2 separate regions of the Mus musculus genome follow, and region 2 is linked to region 1. A link is a contact called in public Hi-C data. All regions are on one chromosome and are shown on one strand. Each heading gives the region's core, a stretch centred on a gene start, on an enhancer-like site or on the middle of the called end of the contact. The rest is flanking DNA. Distances are from core to core; before and after follow the strand shown. Region 1 overlaps Dok2 (docking protein 2). Region 2 has its middle 56 kb from the start of Gm34819.

Evidence for each region. A called contact is a pair of places that touch in the nucleus more often than the background predicts.
Region 2: a Hi-C map of the N1E-115 cell line shows a contact between it and region 1, with 13 times the contacts expected there. The contact joins two enhancer-like sites. A contact is called at or near these places in 1 of 39 promoter capture datasets (embryonic stem cells), 1 of 484 Hi-C or Micro-C datasets (the N1E-115 cell line) and 1 of 9 other capture datasets (macrophages).

What each region holds. Positions count from the first base shown.
Region 1 is chr14:70,776,298-70,783,436 of GRCm38.p6, forward strand. Dok2 (docking protein 2) reads left to right here. Exons shown (of 5, transcript NM_010071.2): 4 at 519-700; 5 at 1,162-2,197. The coding sequence ends at 1,776. Among named protein-coding and RNA genes, the nearest start is that of Dok2, 5.5 kb to the left of the region's middle. Within about 2 kb of position 4,959, at least 125 of the 459 cell types and tissues checked have an H3K27ac peak or open chromatin away from gene starts, as enhancers often do. A contact at or near this core is called in the N1E-115 cell line, where this site is marked.
Region 2 is chr14:71,560,798-71,568,107 of GRCm38.p6, forward strand. No RefSeq gene overlaps it. Among named protein-coding and RNA genes, the nearest start is that of Gm34819, 56 kb to the right of the region's middle. Within about 2 kb of position 4,019, at least 1 of the 459 cell types and tissues checked has an H3K27ac peak or open chromatin away from gene starts, as enhancers often do. A contact at or near this core is called in the N1E-115 cell line, where this site is marked.

The DNA of each region.
Region 1 (7,139 bases), core at 3,709-6,208:
TGAAGTGATTGTGGGAGGAGAGAATTGCTTCGTGTCTGTTTGGCAGTGCAGGGCGTCCTGTGAATAGGGAAATGCGGTGCTGATAAGGGAGGCCCAGTTCTGGCTTTCTTTGTGCTTTCTAGGCTCATCACGGAGGTGTGGGAGAGAAACTCTTCCGTTTACACTCCACCCACGGGAAGGGGCACTGGCTATGGGAGTCGCAGGGGCAGGCTTCACCTGGGGCTTAGCATCAGGGTCTTGGGGAGTGATGGATGGTGTGGAGAAAACCAAGCTGTGGCTCTGGCAGCAGTGGCAGGAAGGATGTGGGCACAGGGTTGGGGTGGTATGGCCGAGGGCCTGAAGAATGCCTTCCAGGGGAGGAGGTGGGGTCAGCAGCCTAGGCATTAAGATCTGTGGTGGGATCACAGATAACACGAACAGGGTTTTCTCAAGAATTTCTGGCATGCTTACTAAGGATGGGTTGGTGGAGAAGGAGCCCACTGTTTCCTGAAGCTGCCTCTCTTTCTTCTCCTCTCCAGGGCTCTGCAAGGAATATATGGTGACCATACGACCCACAGAAGCCAGTGAGCGCTGCCGGCTCCGAGGGTCCTATACTCTCCGGACCGGGGTGAGTGCCCTGGAGCTGTGGGGTGGCCCTGAGCCAGGCACACAGCTATATGACTGGCCCTACAGGTTTCTTCGACGCTTTGGGCGTGACAAGGTGAGTGAGTGAAGGGCTGAGACCAAAGATGAGTTACCTAAGGAGAACAACGAGGGAGGGGCAGAGAGCCAATAAAGAGAGAGTGGATCGAGGAGGAAGGTCATCTAGAGAGACAGCAGAGGTGGGAGGGGAAGGAGTGAAAGCCAAGAGGCCTAGGTGAGGAGAGATGATGTGGAGAAGGGATGGGGAGGAGCGTGTTCTTGCCAGATGTGGTGGCACACAGCTATAATGTCAGCACTGAGGGGGCTGAGGCAGGAGACAGAGTTGAAGGCCTGCCTGGGCTACATGGTGAGAGCCTTTTCCCAAGTAAACAACCAACCCCAACAAACAAAATGCAGAGGCAGAGGGGCAAGAGCTCCAAGAGCTCCAAGAGAAGTTTCTGGTGCCAGGGTCAGCACTTTTCCATGTGGGTGGAGTCCAGGGAAGAACAGTTCTTTCCCTCTTTTCCCCCCTCACTGTAGGCAACTTTTTCCTTTGAGGCTGGCAGACGCTGTCTCTCTGGAGAGGGCAACTTTGAGTTCGAAACACGACACGGCAATGAGATCTTCCAAGCCTTAGAAAAGGTCATTGCTGTCCAGAAGAATGCCACCCCTTCCGGGCCTCCATCCCTGCCAGCCACAGGGCCCATGATGCCCACTGTGCTGCCTCGACCTGAAAGCCCCTATTCCCGGCCCCACGACTCTCTGCCTTCTCCATCCCCTGGCACACTGGTGCCTGGCATGAGGCCAGGGGCCCCTGAGGGGGAGTATGCCGTACCCTTTGATACGGTGGCTCACTCCCTGAGGAAGAGCTTCAGGGGCCTCCTGACGGGCCCCCCTCCACACCTTCCCGACCCACTGTATGACAGCATTCAGGAGGATCCTGGGGCCCCTCTACCTGACCATATATATGATGAGCCTGAGGGTGTGGCTGCCCTGTCCCTCTATGACAGGACACAGAGGCCCTCAGGGGAGACATGGAGGGAGCAGGCCACTGCCGATGGGGGTCCCAGCTCCCTCCAGCAAGACTCCTCTGTGCCTGACTGGCCACAGGCAACTGAGTATGACAATGTCATACTTAAAAAAGGCCCAAAGTAGGGGATGGCCAGAAGATGGGATATGTGGTTCCCAGGGAGGTCTTCGGAAGCTGTGGAGGGGAAATGGTGGCTTCTGGTAGAGTCCTTTTGGTTACTGCCCCTTCCTGGGCCCCAGGCTCGGTGTGCCTTATTTGTGTACTGTGTGAGTCACTAGCCTGGAGCAGAAAGAGGGCCCTGGAGGGACCCACCCTCCTCCTACACTTTTCCACTTCCTCCCACTGCCTTGGGTCTAAAGGGAACTGGGGCCATTTCTCTTAAGAGACAAAGGGTTTCCACAGATGTCCTGGCTCCTCGGTGTGGGCAGGCCTCCTGCCTATAGATGTTTTGTTCCTGGGACAACCCTGGCTTCTGGTTAGCAGCGAGAGTAGCTGTTGTCCCTCTAGCTCCCAGAGTTTTCTATACATTAAACCAATTTCGAACTACTCTTCTGTGGCCTGTAATGCTGTGAGGGGAGAGAATGCTGGGGCTGACCTGCCGAGTGCTTCTTCCACTGGCTGGGATGTCTTCCCTGGGCCTCTGCTGGGTCCTCAGCATTTGTCTACAGGGTCAGAGGCCCCAGGAGGTCTGGGACCCTCCCACCCCCCCTAGGAAAATCTTTATTTTAATCTGTCTTTTGTTTCTATAACTGAATGCCACAGACTAGGTAGTTTATGAAGAAAAAAGATTTTATTTTCAGCTTGTGGATCTTCAGGCTGGGGAGTCCACAAACACAAAATGTTTATGGTATCCAGTGAGAGCCTTCTTCTTGCATGATAATACCACAGTGGACATGATGTGACAAGAAGACAGCAAGCATAGAGAGAAAGCAAGGCTGTTCCCTGGATCATGCACTGCTTCCTGAATCACTTCATTCATCTACAGAAACAGTGCCCTCATCGTCCAATCCCAAAGCCCTGCTTCCAAATCCATGAGCATATAACTTGGGAGATTTTGTTTTTAACATATGAAACATGAGGTCCATTCAAAGCATGAAAAACCTTCAAACATCTGCTTTTTTACTTTTTGCAAGGACAGAAAAATGGCAGTGGATGCGTGAAGGGTTTGATGGCAAATCTGGATTTCGAGAAAGACTTAGCAGTTAATAGATTTTACATTTATCTACTTCTGCGTGTATGGGCAGGCAGGGCTTGTCACAGCTCCCACATGGAGGATGCAGGACAACTTGCAGGAATCAGTTCTCTCCATCCTCCATGGGTTCCAGGATGGAGCTCAGCCCATCAGTCTTGGCGATCTTTCCCTGCTGAACCATCTCATGGGTCCCAAGAAATGAGTGACTTATTGTATCTTTTATGCACTAGAAATAAGACTTACCGGTTGTGTGGTCCTGGCCAGCCTTTCCTAGGACATGATTCCCACCCCACCCCTCCTTACATATATGTGTAAAGCTGAGAGAGACAAGGCACAGATGGCTGTCCTTGAGAAGGGAATGTTAAGTGCCACATAGGCAGCCCAAGGCCAGGTGCTTCAGAAGCAGTTAATGTCCAAGAAAGACTTCATAGCAAAGGGTGGTGTTTGAGGTGGGCCTTTCAGGGTGGGAAGGGCTTTGATGGTACTTAAGGGGTCTGGGGGGAGAGAGGGAGAGGGAGAGGGAGAGGGAGAGGGAGAGGGAGAGGGAGAGAGAGAGAAAGAGAGAGAGAGAGAGAGAGAGAGAGGATATCTTGGAAGGAACAATACTAAAGCTACAGAAGGAGTCAGGAAGGAATTGGACCCAGAGCGAGCTGCTCCATCACTGTTTAGTTGGAATGTTGACTTAGTGATAGCAGGAAACATCCATCCAGTAGAAACCACATTTTGAACACTGAACTTTGATCAGCTGATCTCTATGGATGGGCTCCTTTTCCTCAGCGCCGGCATCGGGGCATTGGCAATGGCCTCCAATCTCTTGGTAGGTCAGGTGTGCCCCATGCCTCTTTGGCTTAGGACGACATGAACATTGGGAGGTCTTAGCAACACAGAAACCTGCTGTAGGTGGAGGGGTAGTGTCGGCAGCAGCAGATTCGGAGTATGTTGTGGGAAGCTCATTGTTAGTGGGAGAAGGAAGGGAGGTTTGAGGCTCTTGGGTAAGGAATGCCACAGGAATAAATCTTTAGGGACAGCAGCTCTGGGAAGCTGGACTTGGGGGTGAGAGGTATAGCGTAGAGATGCCACTGAAAGGGTTCCTGGGATTCAAAAGCTGCTACAGAGTTAGCTCCTGTGCAGCTTGGGTGACGAAGAAGAGAGGTTTCCAAGGCGACACTTAAGTTTCAGGTAGTGAGCTTGGATCCTCACATGCTGAGGTTAATTACGATGGCTACAGTAGCCAGGGGGTGAGTCTTTAATCCCAGTACTCCGGAGACAGGCATATCTCTCAGTTCAAGACCAGCCTGTTCTACAGAGCAGAGTTCCAGGGCAGTCAAGGCTGCATACATAAACCCTGTCTCGAAAAACTAAAAAACCAAAGAAGCAAAAAAGCAAGCAAGCAACCAACCAACCAAACAGAAAGACGGCGGCTGCATTCTGTCCAGTCACAGTGAGGTTCTAGTGCAAGACAAGGTTCTAGCATCCAGGAGAGTAATGAGCAACAGACACACAGATCCATGCCTTCAAGACCCCGGGTGTGTGGCCTCCTAGGTTTTGTCTTATGGTAGCTTTTGACAGTTATTAACGGAGTACGTAAGCTGGAGCAGGTAAGAGGTTCTCTGCCACTTTTGTCTGTGCCAAGGTTTGCATTCAATCTGCGGGTCCAATTCTCCAAGGAGCCCAGGCTCCTCAGGACATGGGGGAAGAGCATTGGGGCAGGAGTCAGGTAGACGCTTTGTGTCTCAAAGCAAAGAAGGCCACATTATTGATTCCTCACTTGGCACTTGACGCACTCATCCCGAATGTGCCCAGCAGGGGGCAGTGCCAGCCTGTGGAAACTGCAACTAGGGACTAAGCTTGCGAGGCGCGGTGGGTGCCTGGTCCTGAGGGACGAATTTCTCTACCTGAAGGATCTGGTGGTGAGGGGCAGCTTCGGGAGTCTTCCGAACCTTGGGATTCCCCTCCGGAAATGTGAACACGCTTTCAAAATATGGGATCCTGAGCCGATCCCTATCTCTTTGCGCCCTTCACCTTCAAGAGACAGAACTTTCTGGTTGCTCTACTCTGAGATCACGTGATCTCACCAGGGGACGTGGTGGACAGCTTGATTGGGGAAAAGTGGGGTGAGGGGTTGGTAGCTGCGGAAGTAGAGCATTTGGGGAAGCTGGGAGTGGCAATGAAAGTCCTTAGAAGGCTGTTGGGGAAATGCTGACTAGGTTTTTAGTGTCCTCGGAGGAAATGAGCCAGTGGGTGTGCCCCATTCTGCAGGGAGCTCTGAATGCCTCTTAGCTAGCTTTAGCTGTGTCTGTGTCACCGCGATGTGTGTGCATCATTCATCCAGTAATACTACAGAGCAACTGCCACTTGTATGTCCCTCTCTCTCAGAAGCTGGGATTCCGGAAGGTTCCCCAGCCCCTAGCCCCAACTCAAAGGAGCAAGCAGTGGGGAGCAGCAGAGGCGGTCACTGATGGGTCAGGGAGAGAAGCGCTTGAGAGCACCACAGACAGACACACTGAGGCAAGGCCTCCTTCAAGAGCCGCTGAGCCACCCAGGCGGCCAGGGGAAAGTGCACAGGCAAGGAAGGAAACAGACCTGCCATTGTGGGCCCGAGCAAAGGATTTACAAAGACCTTGCCACCCAGAATGGGTCTCTGGCTCTAGGCAAGCTGCTTAGTACCTGTTGATACTATGAGAAACTTAGGTGTATCTAGGACTATTATAGACTGGCTTAATCTTTTAATTGAGGTCATAGGTTGTCTAATGAATGGACATGTTCTGAGAAATTTGTCACTACACATTGTCACCACTGAATATTCTTTTATTAATTATTTCTTTTCTTTTTCTCTTCTTCTTCTTCTTCTTCTTCTTCTTCTTCTTCTTCTTCTTCTTCTTCTTCTTCTTCTTCTTCTTCTTCCTCCTTCCTCCCTCCTCCCTCCTCCTCCCTCCTCCCTCCTCCTCCTTCCTCTTCCTCTTCTTTTGGTTTTACAAGACAGGGTTTCTCTGTGTAGCCCTGGCTGTCCTGGAACTCACTCTGTAGACCAGACTGGCCTCAAACTCAGAAATCCACCTGCCTCTGCCTCCCGAGTGCTGAGATTAAAGGTGTGCCACCACGCCCGGCTTATTAATTATTTCTTCACTTTACATCCTGACCACAGTTTCCCTTCCTTCCCCTCCTCCCAGTCCTTCCTGCCAATCTCCATTTACTTGTCTTCTGTCTTTTCAGAAGGGGGGGGGGGGCTCCCATCAACCAACCCTGGCATATCAAGTTGCAGTAAGACTGGGCACATCCTCCTCTATTGAGGCTAGACAAGGTAGCCCCGTAGGAGGGAAGGGTCCCAAAGGCAGGCCACAGAGTCAGAAACAGCCCTTGCTCCGGCTGTTAGGGGTCCCACTTGAAGACCAAGCTGCACTAGTGTAACATATGTGCAGAGGGCCTAGGTCAGTCCCATGCAGGCTCCCTGGAGAGTGGTTCAGTCTCTGTGGGCCCTTAGGGGCCCAGGCTAGTTGATTCTGTAGGTTATCTTGCACCACTGAATTTTTATACCTATGTGATATATAACTGCGTACCTAAGGTACATGGTATGTTTGTATATATGTCTGTGTGTAAATATAATTTATACTATTTGCTATATAAATATAACACATATATGCATGTAATATATAATTTATATATGTTCTATATAATCACAATATATCTGTAATATGTATATATTATAGATGTGTGGCATAGCCTGTTTCACCTAGGATACAAACATGTAGAGCTATGTTATATGTGAAATACTGGATGTATTGGTAACATAATGGTATTTGTGTATATATAAACATCCAAGATAGAAGAGGGTCCATAAACATGCCAGGCAGGAGGTATTTTTTTTTCATCTGCTTTAATCTTACAGACTTTATATACAGCTTGTCATTGACTGAGATGTCATTGTGTGCCACAGCCATGCATTGGCATCAGGGCAGATAGGAGTTCAGGGTTCAGGTCCCCAGCTTGGAGGCATGTACCCAAATTCACTACTGCTGAATGCTGTGTCATTCCCATTCTTTTCTGACTCTCCCATTTCTCTTTATTCCTACTTTCTTCAGAGTGTATAAACTGTGTGCACGTGCATGTGCGCGTGTGCGTGCGTGCGTGCGTGTGTGTGTGTGTGTGTGTGTGTGTGTGTGTGTGAGCTAATCTGAGTAAACCTGCCCCACGCTTAGAGAAGGGGATGCCAGCCCCCCCCCCCCCCCCCCCCAGGAGGTTCCACCTGGACTTTCAGCATCTGGAAAGGTTTCAGCATCTGATTGTTTGAGCCTCTCT
Region 2 (7,310 bases), core at 2,769-5,268, 780 kb after region 1:
ATCCTTGGAGCATAATGGAGGATTCCTCAGTTTAGAAGCCCTGTTTTACAGAAGAGGCCAGAGAGCCACAAACTGTGGTCCTAAACTCTTAGATGCTACCTGCATCCATCATCAAGTGCTAGAGTGTTGTTTCTTCCAATATGCAGTAGAGCTGACTTTCCTAGATAGGTCTTTTGGTTGTTATGATTAGGATATTCCATGGAGGGAATCACCTACTCACAGAGCCTGCCACAGACTGGACTTTTTAGGACTAAGGACTTTACATCTCCTGCCATTTCTTTGCTCTCACCATTAGGCCCTCACTAGATTGCATGATGCTCGCTTCCCTTGCTTCCCTTGAGGCAATCAATCTCAGTTTCTCAGTCAACCAATTCAGAAATCAGTCTCTTCTGGAAGCAACTTCAATAGTGACACCTAGAAAAGTGCTTTGACCAGCTCTCTCGACATGCTTCATCCTTGTCAACTTGACATACAATAGTAACCATGAAAAAGAAAATAAAAAATCTTGGCTTGCCTCGGGTGAGATAACAGTCCATTCACCAAGGAAATTCTCTTGCTGAGTTGGGCATCAAGAGATAAGGCACATAGATAAGGGCCAGCAAGATGGGCTCAGTGGCTGAAGTCATGGCTTCCCAAGCTGATAACTTGAGTTTGATTCCTGTAACCTGCATGAAGATGGGAGGAGAGACTCTATTCCACAAAGTTGTGCAGTGTCCTCCACATGTGCACACCTACATGCACATCTTATACAAGAATGCACACACTAATAAAAATAGGATTTTGAAAAGAGTTGGTGCATGTGACCCTTTGAGGCAGGTGCATAAGGCCAAATTCCAAGGTTCAGGATATGGCTTATAGGAATAGAAATTATGGGGGCTATTAATGAAACCTACCTCTAGGTTGCAACTGTGGTCTATTCAGTTATGGATGCCTGGAATGAAGCCTGTGTCTCTTGACCTCCCCCAGGCAGTCAGAGTAAGCATTGCAAGGAGTCCCCTTTCTTGATTCTCTCTGTGGGTTACGTCACACTCCAGGATATGGCAGTTTAAAGTTTTTGGCCAGGACCCAGTGCCATCTTGCTAATGGTCTTTCAACTGTGGCCAGACTGCCTCATATTTTCCAGAGAGCTGGAGAAAGAAAGGCTGAGCAGATTCTCCCTCGCCCCCAACTAATAAAGCATTTGTAGACACACAGAGAGATATTAAGCCAGGAGGGGGTGAGAAGGGGGCCACTTTGAAAAGCCTTTAGAAAGCCTCCTCTCCCATCTGTTCAATTCGTGGGAAGGCTCTGTTTTCCGTACTTAAAGGTTTTGTAAATTCATTACCAACAAGTAAAATGTACAAAGCACACATAGAGACATCGAGGTCTGACTCACCATCTGCTGGGGAGTTGCATCCTTACAAACAGTGCAGTTCCAGTCTCTGTCAGTAAGAGGAGTGACTATACACCATCCAGGACTCAGCATTACCAAGGAGGGGAGAGATCTCTTCTACCATTTTCTTATTGCATATGGATAGTATTCATGGATCTTGGGTCTTCAACCCTTTAACCCAGTATAGCTGAAGAATGCTGTGGGTTACTATATAGAACATTGTATTAGTTCTCACAGAGCCTGGGAGGAGAGTCAGAGTCAGAGACGGAGTTTAATTCACTGTGTGTGTGTGTGTGTGTGTGTGTGTGTGTGTGTGTGTGTGTGTGTGTGTGTGTGTGTTCGGGGTGTTCATCATTTTTTTTTCTTTCTGAAGAGCTCTTTTTCTGCCCCAACAGAAAAAGAGCCTTCAGGCCTCTCTTTAATGAGCCCATAGGAGTCCATTCAAATCTGTTCCCTGGCAGAGGTATGAATGAGGTAAGTCTGAATCTCTCCTCAATTAAATGCCCTCTGGCTCATGTTTTTTTCTGTAATATTTTCCCTAGTAGTATCAATGTGGCCAGTTGGCTCCACTGTTGACTCCAAAGTCTCTGCTGTTCTCTGAGGGCTTCTTGGGGGGGGGGGGGATTGTGTCCATCTCTGTTCTTGTGTCTCACCTTGTGTGCCCTGAAGTAGGTTTATGGTATTCACGCTAATCCTTCTGGAGAAGTGTTGTGAACCTATAGCTGTGTTCAGCTACACCTGGCATTGTTCACAAGCCTCTGTTTCCTTCATAGGATCCTGTATTGAACATGTAGTCCCAGCTCACCTCACTATTTTAGGAGTTTACAAAACCTCTAGGAGGCCAGGCCTACCTGAAGGAAGTAAGTCTCAGGGAAAAGGGAAGGGGAAGGGGAAGGGGAAAGGCTTGAATGTTATGGCCCATGCATGTTTCTAGTTCAACTGAACTATGAGCAAGCCACTTTGTGTCTCTACAAATGTGGGCACAAGTTTCCTCCAGGTGACATGTCTTCCATGTTGTGAGACTATGAGCCAAACTCAGTCTTCCCTCTCTTAAGTAGCTTTAGTCAGGTCTAGTGACATATATCAGCCAAGGGACATTCTATTCATTCAGCACTAAGTTGTCGAGTATGATGCCAGGCATGTTTCTTGATGCTGGCACAACGAACTCGGAACTCGGCAAGACCTCTATGAGAGAGAGGTCTTACTCTGCAAAGGAAAGGAGATAGACAAAACATCCAGATGCCAATAAATAAGGTGAGGCAACCAAATAGCCATTCAGGTGAAGGTATATGTAGGTTCTGATGTGGACACAAGATGGAGAATCTAGTGGGATCTCTATGAGGGATGCTTCTTAGCAGAGACCTGCATAGGCAAAAGGAGCCAATGTCCTGGTAGCCTGTTAAAGAGAGAGTCAGACACAGACAACAGAAAGCATAAAGGCCCTGAGACAGGGATGTCTTTCCATGTTCTGGGCTGGAAAGAAGTTCAGGTGAATGACAGGTAGAATGACATCTAGATGCGAGAGATGCAGACATGGACCACACTACCAGGACATGAGGCATGGGTGAAAGCTGTACTAAGGGTATTGGTAAACATCTGTAAGTTTTTATGCAAGGCAGTAACATGACATTTAAATAGTATTTATAGTGTGTGTGTGTGTGTGTGTGTGTGTGTGTGTGTGTGTGGTGCATGTGTGTGCATGTGTGTGTATGTGTATGTATGTTTGCTCACTTGTGCTATGAATCACATGCAGAGGCCAGAGGACAACTGGTGGGAGCCTCTTCATTCTCAAGAATCAGACAATAAACTCAAGTAGTCTAGCTTGCCTTGGTGCCTGACCAGTACACTTACCTACAGATTTATCTCATTGGCAATGACTTATATTTTAAAGGAAACATTTTTGCTGTTGCAAAGAGGTCAATTAGAAGGGAGATTTGTATTTCAAAGCCAGCAATAGCAATGGTAAGAGGTAGTATCCTGGGAGTATGCTTAGAAGCAATGGCAGCAGGACTTGCAGATCCATTACATATAACTTGGAGAAAAGAAGAATCACTAATCATAACCAGTAAGACACAATATCACATACCTGGGCCCATAATTCTAGCACTTGAGAGGTGGAGGCAGGGGGATAAGGAGTTCAAGGTCATCTCTGTTATCTATTGAATTTAAGGCCAGTCTGTACTACCTGACTATCTGTGTACAAAACAAATTAGGAATAACCATGACAGGTGCCAAAACTGTGAACCTGAGTGTCCTTTCTATAAAATATGTACTTGGTGAGTATTTACTAACATTAACAGTTATGTGATTAGATGTAAGCTGGCCCTGCTGATGGCAAATAAGCAAACAAACACAAGACGACCAACCAACCCACCAACAAAACCAAGATAGATCCTTCTAAACACATGGGTCCCTAGGCTGCTCAGGAAAATGACATGGCATAAAACCTTGGAATATCTATACCCTGCTCTGCTAAGATTTTGCATATGTAGAAGTAGGATTCTGCACAGCCTTTCCCACCTCCTCATCTAGAAAATTTTGAAGTCATGGCTGGGTATGAATGCTTAAGAACTCCCCCACCCCAACTGGCCTGCTATCATTTGGCCACTTGCCTCTTTCCCTACTTGTCTAAGAAATCTTAATGACTAATGTTTGGCTTTAAATTCTCAATGCCTGATAGTTTCTATCTTGCAACAGATCCTCATGAATTTTTATTGGCTAGTCTGAGGAGGCCATTTTTCCCTGCTTACTACTCTCCCATCGCTGCTCTTTGTTCTCTCACTGAGAATGAAGCATCATTATCCTATGCTCTGTTCTCTGTCCCTTCTGCCTGGCCTGATGCCATCGTACTCCATGACTCAGCTCAAGAGCCTCTGGTTTATTAAGCATCCTAGCTCTTGCTCGTGCCTCTCTTTCCAAATCTGTTTACCTTTCACTACTGCCATGGAAAGAGATCAGTAGTGGGTTTGACACCACAAGTCTTACAGAGATCTGAGTGCAAGTATGCCCCTGTATGATTATACCTGGGAAACTGAATAGTAGATAGTCACATTGGCTCACCCATATAATATATCCTCTCAGTGATAAGAGTGGCTCACTGTGACCAGACAGACTTTATGCTAGAACCTAAATCTCTTCTGATAGTCCAGAGTTGTGACATATGCTAACTAGAAAGTGCCTATCTGACCTTCCCCAATGGAAACCTTGCCATGCTGTTTCTAACTGTTAAGCCAGACACACACATCACACACACACATGTTGCTAAAGGAGGGAGAACTTGTGAAATCCAGCCTATCAATTTCTTCAGACACTGCCTGTGTCTTTCCCCTATGATCCATTTGTGTGTCCTATATCACCAGAGTAAATATTAGCTATGGGCATGAATATACACTGAGTCCAGTGAATATTTGTAATGAATGTTCTAGCATATTTTGGGGACCCTTCAACATTTGCTATTGCCACCATTAGGATTATTGCATTTCACCCCTAGAAGCTGCCATTTACTATCCCATTAGACTAAATTTTTCAATGAGCCTTTTGCTCCTGTAAAATCTCAAAAGCAGAACTGTGTCCTATATTATATACACACATCCCCTATAGAACTTACTGCACAGATCTGGACAGCTCGAAGAAATTTGAGACATACCTGATAGGGTGATGCATGACTAAATGAAGGAAATGTCAAAGCCACTACTGATTGTGGTGGTGGCCCCACACAAGACTGTGGGTAAGGAGCTGAGACACTTTAATGCTATTAGTGATGTTTTGTCTCCTGGGATAAGAGGGCTAAATTAATTAAGCTGCAGTTGAGTTTCCTACCCTCTTGAGGCAGACCAGAAACCTTTCCTAAAACCCCAGGAGCTGGAGACCTTTGTGCATAACAGTAGGAGGAAATACTCTTAAGCCTTCAGAGCTCCTTGGAAGTTTGTGTCTGCAAGGCAGGGACTTTCACTGTTGGTGCTGTACTTTGTGCTAGGAGACAAGTGAGCAATCGGTTCTAGATCTGGGCATGAAAAGTACAAGGGAGTGGCTTCCTGTGCCTATGTACTTAGACTCATCTCAGTATTCTAAAATGGCACAGCTGGGTATATATACTTTTATGTGCATGGGCAGCCATAGTTCCCACATACTTGTGCAGGCTTAGGTGAATTTGTGGGATTGCCAAGCATAATTCTGAGTTCATGCATTTGCAATGTGTAGGCATGTGTGTTTGCAATCACTCTTGCAAACTAGAGCAAGCCTGTGTACACATGTGAACATGCATACTGATCTCTGCTTATCTACTCCATACCGAGCCCAGACTCCTGCTTTAATCACATCTGTGGCTGAGCAACTGCAGTAACTGCTGTGGCCTCCTAACACTATCAGGATTGCTTTAGCCCTTTCAGGATTACCAGGGCTCAATGTAGTTTAAATATATCTCCAGTCCTAATCCCTAAACAAAGATGCAATGATTTCTGCTAAATATGGAGGATTATTTATTAAGATAAAGTCAAAGCTATGAGGAGCCACATCTGGTGAAACACTGTCATGGAAGACGAAGCAACCCTATCTCCATGGGGGAGGGGTCAGGCAGAAAGGCCACTCTGTGAGGCGACAGCAGTGCCTATAAACATACTCAGTCAGGAAGAGAATGTCTAGCTTTGCTCACCAGCTAGAATAAGGCGCAGTGCTTGAAAGAGAGCAAGGCCCAAGAACTAGACTTGAAGTGATGATGTTCTGGAAGGTACCACGTAAATGTAAGTCACCCCTACTTTTTTAAATTTTATTTTAATTAGGTATTTTCTTCATTTACATTTCCAATGCTATCCCAAAAGTCCCCCACTCCCCTACCCACTCACTCCCACTTCCTGGCCCTGGCGTTCCCCTGTACTGAGGCATATAAAGTTTGCTAGACCAATGGGCCTCTCAATATGAACTAACCAGTACCCCCCAGAGCTCGTGTCTCTAGCTGCATATGTATCAGAAGTCACTCTTACTTTTAAGGAACCATATTAAGGACTAGGAAGTAGGTGGGCTACTGCCAGCTCAGAGAACCCTGTGGGACACTGTTCAGTAGGACTGTGCCAGGATACATATCTAACATGCTAAATACAATCAATAGAACTTAAAGATCACCTAGAAATCTTCACTAGTGCTGTTGGTGGGCCTACATAACTAAGAAGTGAACACCAAGAGCATGTGAGGACAGACAAAGAATGCATATGAGCAAAGCCTCGGCCACACCACGACCACAGGCCAGATTAAGGAAACTCAGAGTAAGCATCCCTTCTCCTCATCAGATAGATCCTCTGCTGTTCGCAATGAGGATGTTTTCCAACACACACACACACACACACACACACACACACACACACACACACACACACAAACACACACACACACAAAGGTTGAGTTTGAAATCTTGGAAAGGAGTTAGAGGCTACACAACTATAGCTTTGGGAGTAGCAAGCTCATTTGCTTCACCCTCTTCCACATAACAAGGATGAAGTACTACTATTTTTAAAGCCCATTAAATGGGATACATTTTAGTAATTATTCAGAAAGACCTTGTATGTAACCTGTGCTTGAAACCGTAAGGGAGACATGGGAAGTCATAATCTTGACTTGAATGAACCTGAAATTCATACTAATATACATATATACATACATATATATGTTTGTATATACATATATGTATCTATATGTATAAATAATTGCATATATATGTATATATACACATATATGTATATATACACACATATATATTATATTGTATATACATTCTATATAAAATGCACACACAACATCCACACAAAGAAAGAAAAACATGTATGTATTTATCAACAGAGTTACCACTTTTAGTAGACTTCATTCTTTGATATTTTGAAATATGTTTGCTTGGTATATAATGTCAGTTTTATTCTTTTAGTATTCAAAATATATTTTCTACTGTTTT